3 separate regions of the Hordeum vulgare genome follow, and all the other regions are linked to region 2. Evidence: chromatin contacts called from public Hi-C data. All regions are on one chromosome and are shown on one strand. Each heading gives the region's core, a stretch centred on a gene start, on an enhancer-like site or on the middle of the called end of the contact. The rest is flanking DNA. Distances are from core to core; before and after follow the strand shown.

Region 1 (3,196 bases), core at 454-2,953, 880 kb before region 2:
TGGCGGGACTTGCTGAACACTGTAGTGCTGCTGTTGCGCGACAGGGGGCTGTGACCGCCATGCCTGTGACTCGTGATGCTGAGCAGGCATTTGTAGCATATGATGCTGCATTGAAGGGTATATTTCCGTTGGCTGACTAGATTTCTGAGGTAGCTCAACTGCAACCCTAGCTTCATGGTTCTGGACCTGAGGCTGCATAACCTGAACAAAAGATTCGGACTGGTTGTTCTCTGCGCAGTTCACATGATTTTGGCTTTGCATATAGTACACTGCAGCTTGGCTCGGATGTTGCTGATCATGCTGCGTGCTCAAAGAGACGGGCACCAGTTGCTGCAGAATATAACCGCCGCTACTTTGGTTCGGCATAGCAGGAGACTGCATGGCATTAACTTGGTGAATTGGCACAAAAGAAACCTCAGGGTTTGTGAATTGTGTGCTGTGATCGTTGACATTTTCCCTTGCAGCAAGCATCGACAAGGCAGTGGCTTCATTTGTTCTAGCAGGGAATTCATGCGCTATTTGAAGTTTGGCCAGTTGCTGCGCCGTGTCGGCCGGCTCATGCTTATCCTGAAGCATCTGCACGGCTTTCTGAACCTGGTCAACAGAAGAAACGATAGTTCAGCTGAGAGACCTACCTATTCATAATGTGACGAAAAATGACCCAAGCCTCACGAGAACAGTAAGTCTGACTCCACCGTACGTAGTTTAGGAATGGCAGCTCGTGAAAGTGTTCCACTGTGACTCCTTAAGCACCACACAAGACAAACGTGAAACGCAAATTCCGAGGTATATTCATCAATGGTGAAATCTGAATAGTGATTTCCACAGCCTGGACTAACAGGGCCGTGGGGGTACTCGAGACGAGAGCAAGGCATTTTGCAGTAATTGGCTGCGCGTGCGCGGATCTGGAGGCAGAGCAGGGCACGTACCTGTCTGAGGTTCTTGTCGAGGCAGCGGAAGTTGACGGTGCCCTCGCTGTGGTAGTCCATGACGTCGCTGCGCAGCTCCCCGATGGACCGCTCGAGCTTGTAGCAGTAGAGCTCGAGCTGCGAGAGCCTGCCGCCGATGCCCTCGAGCGAATGCAGCAGCCCCTCGGCCTGCTTCCTCATGCACTCCTCGACGGCCGCCATGACGGCGTCCTTGGGGTACCCCTCCTGTCCGTACACGTTGACGAACGTCCGCACCAGCTGCCTCTTGTCCTGCGAATCCTGCTTCCCCCGCTCACAAACGCATCAACCCCCGAGATCGAGGAACCCCGCGCGGTGCTAGTAGCAGTAGGGAGATGGACGGCGAAACACACACACACACACACACACACACACACACAGATAGAGAGAGAGAGAGAGAGAGAGAGAGAGAGAGACGGGACGTACCTCGGCGCGGCGGCGGGTTTGGTCGAAGGAGCAGCGGGCGTCGGGGGGGAGGCCGAAGGCGCCGGAGACGGAGGCGGCGGCAGGGCGAGCGGGAGACGACGCCATGGGCGCGCGGGCTGGCTGGCTAGGGTTTTGGGTTGGTGCGCGACGCGGGCGAGGGAGCCGGGGTGGGACGGGATGGGAGGGAATCCGAAGCGGAGGAAGGGGCGAGGAAAGAGGGGCGAGTGAGAAGGAGTGGAAGCAAAGCGGGCAAAGGGGAAAAAGCAGGGTGAAACAGAGGGTGCCGGGGGGAAAAAAAATAGGGGAGGCCAATCAGAATTCAGAATCAGAGGCGAGGCGAGGCGAGGCGAGATCGAGGCGTGGGGAGCAATAAAAATGGGGGGAGGGCGACGGGGACAAGTGGGGAAAGCGGGGGCGTGGGTGGACTTCGGGGCGAGTGAGATGCGGGGCCGATCTGCTCGAGCTGGTTCGGCTCGGCTTGGATGTGGCGGTGCTTGTTTTTGTTTACTGCTGACGGACGGGCAGCGGGGGAGGATCGGCCGTTGGGATGCCTTGCTGGACGATCGTTTTCGGATCAGACGGGAGACGGCCTGGTTGGTTTGGTTTGGTTTGGGTGCGGTGTCGCCGTCTCTAAGTCTCCGCCTCGTGAGTCATGTGCGTGATTTTACAAAAGTAATGCGTGTTGCGATGCAGGTTGTGACACTGGTTTTGATGGCGAGATGTGCCCGGTATCGGTAGCATATTAGAGCCGTCGGCATCACCGCGATCCTCTCTCATCGCTGGGGAATTATAGTTTGGCACTGGAGGCGTATACGTCTACTAGGGATGGCAATGGGTACCCATTACCCACGTATCGTGCGGGTAAAAATCCTATTAGGATAATGGTATGTGACAAAAATTTATCCATGGATATATAAATAGGAAAATCAGAAACCCATCGGATAGAGCGGGTATGGGTATGGGATCATATAACCCATACCCATATACCCGTATACCCATATAAAATCTATCTAAACTCAAAATTATCTCTACAATCTACACGATATCAATAATTTATGAATTGAAAGTGTATGTCTATGAGTTGTTGTTTATGACTACATGATGTTGTTTTATAAGTATGTGTCGTAGCTATAATCTATCTTTATAAACTATATGATACAATGCAGTTTATAACTATAAGTTTTTTAAATTGATGTTTTGCAAATATGGGTATTTTTACCCGCGGGTACCCATCTACCCTGTCGGGTAACGGGTATGGAAAAAATTGTACCCATTGACGGGTATGGGTAAGGGTGATGGGTAATATCAGACGGGGCGGGTAAGGGTATCGGGAGGCTCCACCCATACCCATACCCTGCGGGTGCCATCCCTAATGTCTACCAAAACACGCAAAGTTCGCACGTCCTTCTCCCCCCTCTCTCTCTCTCTTTCTCTTGAAATCCTATGAGCTATGGCAATGGCGGCGATCTACCTTCTCACCAGTGAGATCACGGGCCTCGTTTCCCTTTCTTCGCCACTTCGACTACGGGAGAGGGCGGGGACCCCGCTGTTTTGAACCGGTGGTGCTAGGTAAGGGTTTTAGTTTAGGTTTCGGTTTCGGTTTCTAATCATCAGTGATGTCGTCGCCAACGAAATGGAATAAGTCCTTTCCATCCAGATGGTGTTTCAATTATGCTTCTTGGCATTGTTCAAAGGCGTGTGAAGATTTATGTGTCTTCCGATGTGTTTTTTTGGCTTAAGATATTTTTTTGTGCATGCTTGTCTCGGTGTCGCCATCTTGCGGAGTGGACGTAAGGGATGCGCGCCTTGATTCTCCCACTCTA
Region 2 (3,057 bases), core at 157-2,656:
TTTGCCCAGGGCAAAGGGCAACCTTTGTGATTGGTAAAGCTCAGCTAGTGGTGTACAACGAAGGATTAGTAGCTAAATAGAAGTGAATCACGTCTCATCAGCTGACGTGCATCCTGATGGCCATCAGCTTCCCAAAAAGAACCCAACATGAAACATCACATGAAAGTTTGCCATGTCGCATCACAAACTTCCAGGGCAACTTGCATGTTCTATTGCATACAACCAAGCATAGCATGATGTACAATTCCAGTGAACTCACATTTTATCCAACTACTAGTAGATGCTATGACCAGTGGGCGCTGTTCATGCTGGCAGCCAAAACATGTCGGCAATTATCCTAACTGGGTCCACTTACGAGTACAAGGGGGCATACACTGTAACTATATGGTGTAGATCCAGGCTCTTATTTACCAAAAAAATAGCAACTCTGGTAAAAACCTTGGGTAAAAATGGAAAAAAGGTAAAACAGACCAGTACTCTACGCGTCAACATACAGTAACCATAGTACATCCCACAATTCCATAAACGACCATGTAACGGCGTCGGGCTGTAGCTCAGGCCTTTCCTCCGGCGGCTATTTATGACCGAAATGGGAGGAATCATGCGCGCCTGCACCTCGAGTCCGATTCTCTGGGGTCGCAGGACAATAACGGCCCTGAGACTGAGATGCCGCGCGCGCTGAGCAACAGGAACCGAATCATACGGATGGGCGGCGTGCACTGGCGGCGTACCAGCGAGCGAATCCGCACCTGCAGCGAGTATATTTCCCCGGTACGGACGCATTTACACAGATTGCACAGGGCGTGGACCATATATTCGGATTCGATTTCTCGCAGCGCGGCGCAGGCCAGGGCAGACCGGCTAGATCAGAGCGAAACGAATCCAGGCAGGTGAGGGAGGGCCGGCTTACCAGGCAGCAGGAGAAACAGGCCCAGGTGGATCTCCACGCCAATCCAGCAGCGGCCGGCGCAGTGCGGAGGGAGGAGGACGCGGTGGCGGAGAGCCCGAGGCGGCCTGCTTCGCTTCGTCGGAAGGAGGCGTCCGGCGGCTGAGGATTCGGGAGCGTGCGGGCGGCGCGGGGTCGATCGCGGGCGCGGGGGGGTCTGACGGTGCGGACGAGAGAGACAGTGGGAGAGAGGGGCGGTAGGTGTGATGGTATGGTAGGTACTAGGTAGGCGACGATCGAGCGAGCAGCGTGCGGGCGAGGGCCAGGGGGAGGAGGAGGAGAACTGGGAGTTGAGACTTGAGAGCTGAGACCCGGGAACGAGGGAGGGAGCCGACGAGAGAGTGAAAAGTACGGCGGCTCCAGTCCAGGCTGTGGGGGAAGCGTCGGTACGCACTGGCTGGCTTTGTGCGGGGACTGTGGAATGGCAGGGCGGCCAGGAGGGAGAGCCCTGGTGACGGGGGTTTCGTAGCAGCACTTTGCTCTCTTGTGTGCCCGGCCGGCCGGCCCGTACCGTTTTTATTATGCGCATTTGCTTCGAACATTAATATTGGCTCGTTCTTTCGGTGTGTTCTCAGTTTTACGTCTTTCGATTTTGAACATTGACAGTACGGACACGGAGTGGAGTGATCTGGTCACTTGATCTTGAACACTATAAATGTTGCTCCAAGTTGTTTTAACTTCTTTTTTGAATCAAGTGTGTGTGTACACACATGTATTAGTGTGTTTGTTCAGTCATTTCATTCATACATAGTTTATATTAAAATATTCAAAATATTTGTTGTGAACGGTTGTATGGGAGAGAGGTTATTCTGGTGCAGAGAGACGACGTGAACAGCAAATTCGAGTAAACAGTAGAAAAAACATTTTTTATGCATTCACAAAATTTTGCATGCTCCTAGCGCACATGATTGTCTTAGATGACTAGAAAAATAGTTTCTTCACTGTTTATTTTTTAATTTATTGTTTAAATGCAAATGAGTCTGGGCATCATTTTGAATCATCAATGGGGTTTGTAGTTTCGTATAATAACTATTTGTGGATCTATCAGAAAAACCAAGTCTCATGTGGATTAGGGATATCTTAAATATGAATGCGCATATTGATGTCATGTTTAACACTCCTTGCCAGACTAATAGACTTCCGGCGCCGAAAATGAATATCCGAAAGATTTATAGGTTTTGCAAAAAGGAAGATATATATGGATAGATATCTTGCACAAAAGTCATAAATCCGTACACGTGGTTATGGTAGTGTTGCATGCTTGCAATCTGTCGTCCATCGTAACCTTTTGTACAAAGGTGTCTTGTGACCCTATGTCATCATATTGTCCATTTTGGTTCACTCGTCACCGAGATAAAGAGGTCGTGTCAGGATATGCATTAGCGTGTAGTTTTATACCAAATTACGTGTACACTCATCGAGAAAACTGTGTTCTCCACCAGCCACGGATATTGGCTTATTATCGTCTTAAAGGTGATAAAAAAATAAAAAATATGTTATTTGAATATCGTCTTAAAGATGACGTTAGAAGAACAATCATATTGGATCGACCCAAACTTGTTTGTTATACTTTGGGATAATACCGTGTGAAATTAATTGTTATAACACACAGTGTTAACGTGTGTTTTAGTTCCTTAGACCATGAGAGCATCGTAGTCACTTCTTACCGTACGGTGGGCTTTGGGGTTCCTCGAACGTGATCTGTAACACGGTGACCATAACGAGAACTTGTTTATCAGAAAGTTTGACAAGGGACTAGATAACTCGAGAATGGGATTTGCTCCTCCAACGATGAAGATATATTCTTAGGAGCCCCTCGGTGTGACAGCATCCATCATCGTCTCGCCAGACACAGATGACTATGTCAAAGGGATGGCGGAACACTTCAACAAGAAAGAAGAACAAAACCGGTAACGAGTATAATAGTATAATGAGCATGTGTATGACTCAAGAGGATACTGAATCCTATCTCTGGGATTTGAGAGGTGTAGTCATTGAACGCCCAAAGCTTTTGTCTCACTATTGTAATATTAATTACCGAGGCAACCCCACGAGATAGATAGGCCCTTCCGTTGGACAAATGAATCTTTATGCATGATGCATGTCGGTCA
Region 3 (2,863 bases), core at 187-2,686, 600 kb after region 2:
CTTTCTATCTAGTAGACATGAGTGCTTAAAAAGATCTTCAATTTTATGGATATTACAGCCAAAGAAAAAAAGTCCAGTTTCTCTGGTTCACTATCATAAAGCTGTTGTTTGGGCATGGACATGGTCTTTAAAATACAGCTTTGACTATCAATTTCTATTACAGTATATAATAAAATACAAAGAGAACTCATATACTGTGAAAGTACATTTTTTGAAAATTCACAGCTATGATCTAAGTATCCAATCAAAATATTTGTACAGATACTACTCAAAAACTCAAGATCTTAACTCTACCCTGGACCAAAACGACAGCTTTTACAGCACCCGAGCGAGGTTCGGAGAAAGGCACTCCGCACTCACCTTCAATAAAAGGTTTCAGTTTCTCTTCAAGCCAGTCAATATTCATCTCCAAGTAATCCATGCAATACACAAGCCCTGACAAAGGTATCAATAGCACAGCATAAGTAAGGATAGAAATAAAACAGGTACACTTGATTCTTGAGCATCGGATCAACCTCCATTAGGACCAAGCGAATGCTCAGACATGACATCACTAAGTTTTATGAGGTCCTCAATGTTGATGGCACATTCATATCTAAATACCACTGTCAAGGACTCATTTTAAGTGTAACTGCTGAGCCCGATGGCAACACATGGTAAACGAACAAGGGAAAAGATCATTTCAAGGCTCAACGAGCAAAGGATACGGCAATGCATCATTCGCGGGGTCGAGATTGATGACCGCAACTTTCCTGCAACAAACAATCAAGCACTATGACCTTGTGAATCAGGAAGACAATAACTGGCACAGCTGCAGGAAGAGATAACACTGGGAGCCCAATCATTGGAAGGAAAATTGTACACCACGCCTCGTTCTCCTAATGTCTACCCTCCCATCAGAAAAAGGACTTATAACATACGGAGTACTAAACTGAACATAACAAGAGGCCAAGCGTTGGACCAGAAAAATAAAAACTAGCACTGGAAGTCAGGAAAGCAGCTTGTAGTGATGAAGTACTAGCTAGGTTAATAGCAAGGGTGCAGGTATTTGCATACCTTCCCACGAGGGAGAGGAACTGGGACATGCCGTTGCAGTAGGTGGTCTTGCCGGAGCCTGGTGGCCCGATCACAACCTGTCCGAACACCATCTCCTCTACTCGTACCCAACCCGACTGCCTCTTCCTACTGCAGAAGAAAATTCACCAACATGGAACAGGAGAGAGGGCGGGCCGCGCGCGAGCCGGCGACCGGCGAGGAGAAGGGAACAACCGGGCGGGCTAGGGGGCAAGGGGACGGCGGTCGCGGGGTGCTGGGCCGGCCGCCGGCAGTCACAGACGGGAGCTGAGCGGGCGGGCGGCCGAACGACAGCGCTGACTGTTAGGTCTCTCGTGCGGTCTCGCCTCGCGACTGGGCCACTGGGGCTTCTGGGGGGAGAGGAGTGCGAGGGTGAACCCTACGCCCGAGAAGCAAGGAAAACCCTATTTGCCGCGCGTTGCGGCAAATTACCACGGCTTCGCACGGAGAAAACGCTAGCGGGGGATAATCTGGGCGGCCCATTAACAGTTACAGGGACGTCGGTTTTGGGAAAATTTTCCAGTCGATTTTTTCCAGTTTTGAGAACTTTCTAGAAGATTCCCTAAATCAGTTTTTCTATTTTTTTCTTTTTTTTTCTTTTATGTTTCCTTTTTTCCTGTTTTTGTTTCAAAAATGTTCTGGATTAGCAAAAAATGTTCCGGAATTAAAAAAATGTTCCGGAATTTGAAAAAATGATCAGGAACTTGAAAAATGTTTCGGAATTTGAAATTATTTTCCGTCATTTGAAACAATGTCCCGAAATTTTTTAAAAATGTTCCGCAATTTAAAAAAATGTTCCAGAATTTGAGAAAATGATCTAGAATTTTTATCAAAATGTTTCAGATTTTTTTAAAAAGTATTCTGGAATTTGAAAAACAGGTTCCGAAATTTCAAAAAATGTTCTGAAATTCAAAAATATAGATAAACAATTATTAGATTTTTTTTTCAAACAAAAAATATAAGCTTGGTCGGCCCAGTTGGGGGCGAGCCGAAGATGGGCTGGCCCAGTCGGGGGCGCCACCCCCCTGCGGCGCGCGACTCCTTTCGGCAACGCGCGGCGAATAGGAGGTCCCCGAGAGCAACGCTGAGCGAGGTGGGTCGGCCCAGTTCCGGGGTTGGGCTGGAGCAGCATCTGCTTCATTGCCTCGGCTACTGCGTGTTTTATTTTCGTTTTTCTTCTATATGGTTTTCTGTTTGGGTTTTTTATAGCTTTTTTATTTTACAAAATATTAGACTTCCTTAGTCCCACAATCTAATATGTGTGGAACGGAGGGAGTATTTGTTCAAAAATGTTTGGAAATTTTAAATTTTATTATAAATTTGAAAAATATTTGCATTTTCAATGTTCAGGGATCTCAAAAAGTTCTTGTTTAAAATTTAAAAAATTGTTCACAAATTCAAAACACATTAGTGTTTTTAAAAAACGTTTGATGATTTCAATAAATTTTAGGATTTTAGAAAATGATCTATTTAAAAAACACAAATTCAAAAGATAGTAGAGAACTAAAAGATGCTCCGAGATCATAAATTATCTATACCTACTAGCAAAAGAGCCCGTGTGTTACAACGGAAGAGAAAATAACACACGCTCTGGACGCAATATATTTTCACATGACATCACATTTGTGTTGCCGACAATGGCTTTAGTGCTCACACAATAAAAACGTGTTTGAATATACAGTCACTCAGAATAAGATGAGAAATATGTTGTTTCTCCCCCCGAGGTTTTCCAAAGGTGTGCATGTGTTGTTAACGATGTTTTCTTTCCTCTTAATTTGGTTTTAATTTA

Evidence for each region. A called contact is a pair of places that touch in the nucleus more often than the background predicts.
Region 1: a contact with region 2 is called in a Hi-C map of seedling, with 4 times the contacts expected there. The contact joins the promoter of LOC123444077 here to the promoter of LOC123444085 in region 2. A contact is called at or near these places in 2 of 6 Hi-C or Micro-C datasets (leaf and seedling).
Region 3: a Hi-C map of leaf shows a contact between it and region 2, with 2.5 times the contacts expected there. The contact joins the promoter of LOC123444086 here to the promoter of LOC123444085 in region 2. A contact is called at or near these places in 4 of 6 Hi-C or Micro-C datasets (leaf and seedling) and 1 of 1 datasets of contacts at active chromatin or transcription factors (embryo).

What each region holds. Positions count from the first base shown.
Region 1 is chr3H:424,807,034-424,810,229 of MorexV3_pseudomolecules_assembly, forward strand. It overlaps LOC123444077, which reads right to left and starts at 1,704. Exons shown (of 3, transcript XM_045120685.1): 1 at 1,374-1,704; 2 at 930-1,208; 3 at 1-594. The coding sequence starts at 1,478.
Region 2 is chr3H:425,690,735-425,693,791 of MorexV3_pseudomolecules_assembly, forward strand. It overlaps LOC123444085 (serine/threonine-protein kinase EDR1-like), which reads right to left and starts at 1,407. Exons shown (of 17, transcript XM_045120698.1): 1 at 911-1,407.
Region 3 is chr3H:426,289,482-426,292,344 of MorexV3_pseudomolecules_assembly, forward strand. It overlaps LOC123444086 (GPN-loop GTPase QQT1), which reads right to left and starts at 1,437. Exons shown (of 10, transcript XM_045120700.1): 1 at 1,057-1,437; 2 at 708-752; 3 at 516-595; 4 at 361-435. The coding sequence starts at 1,148.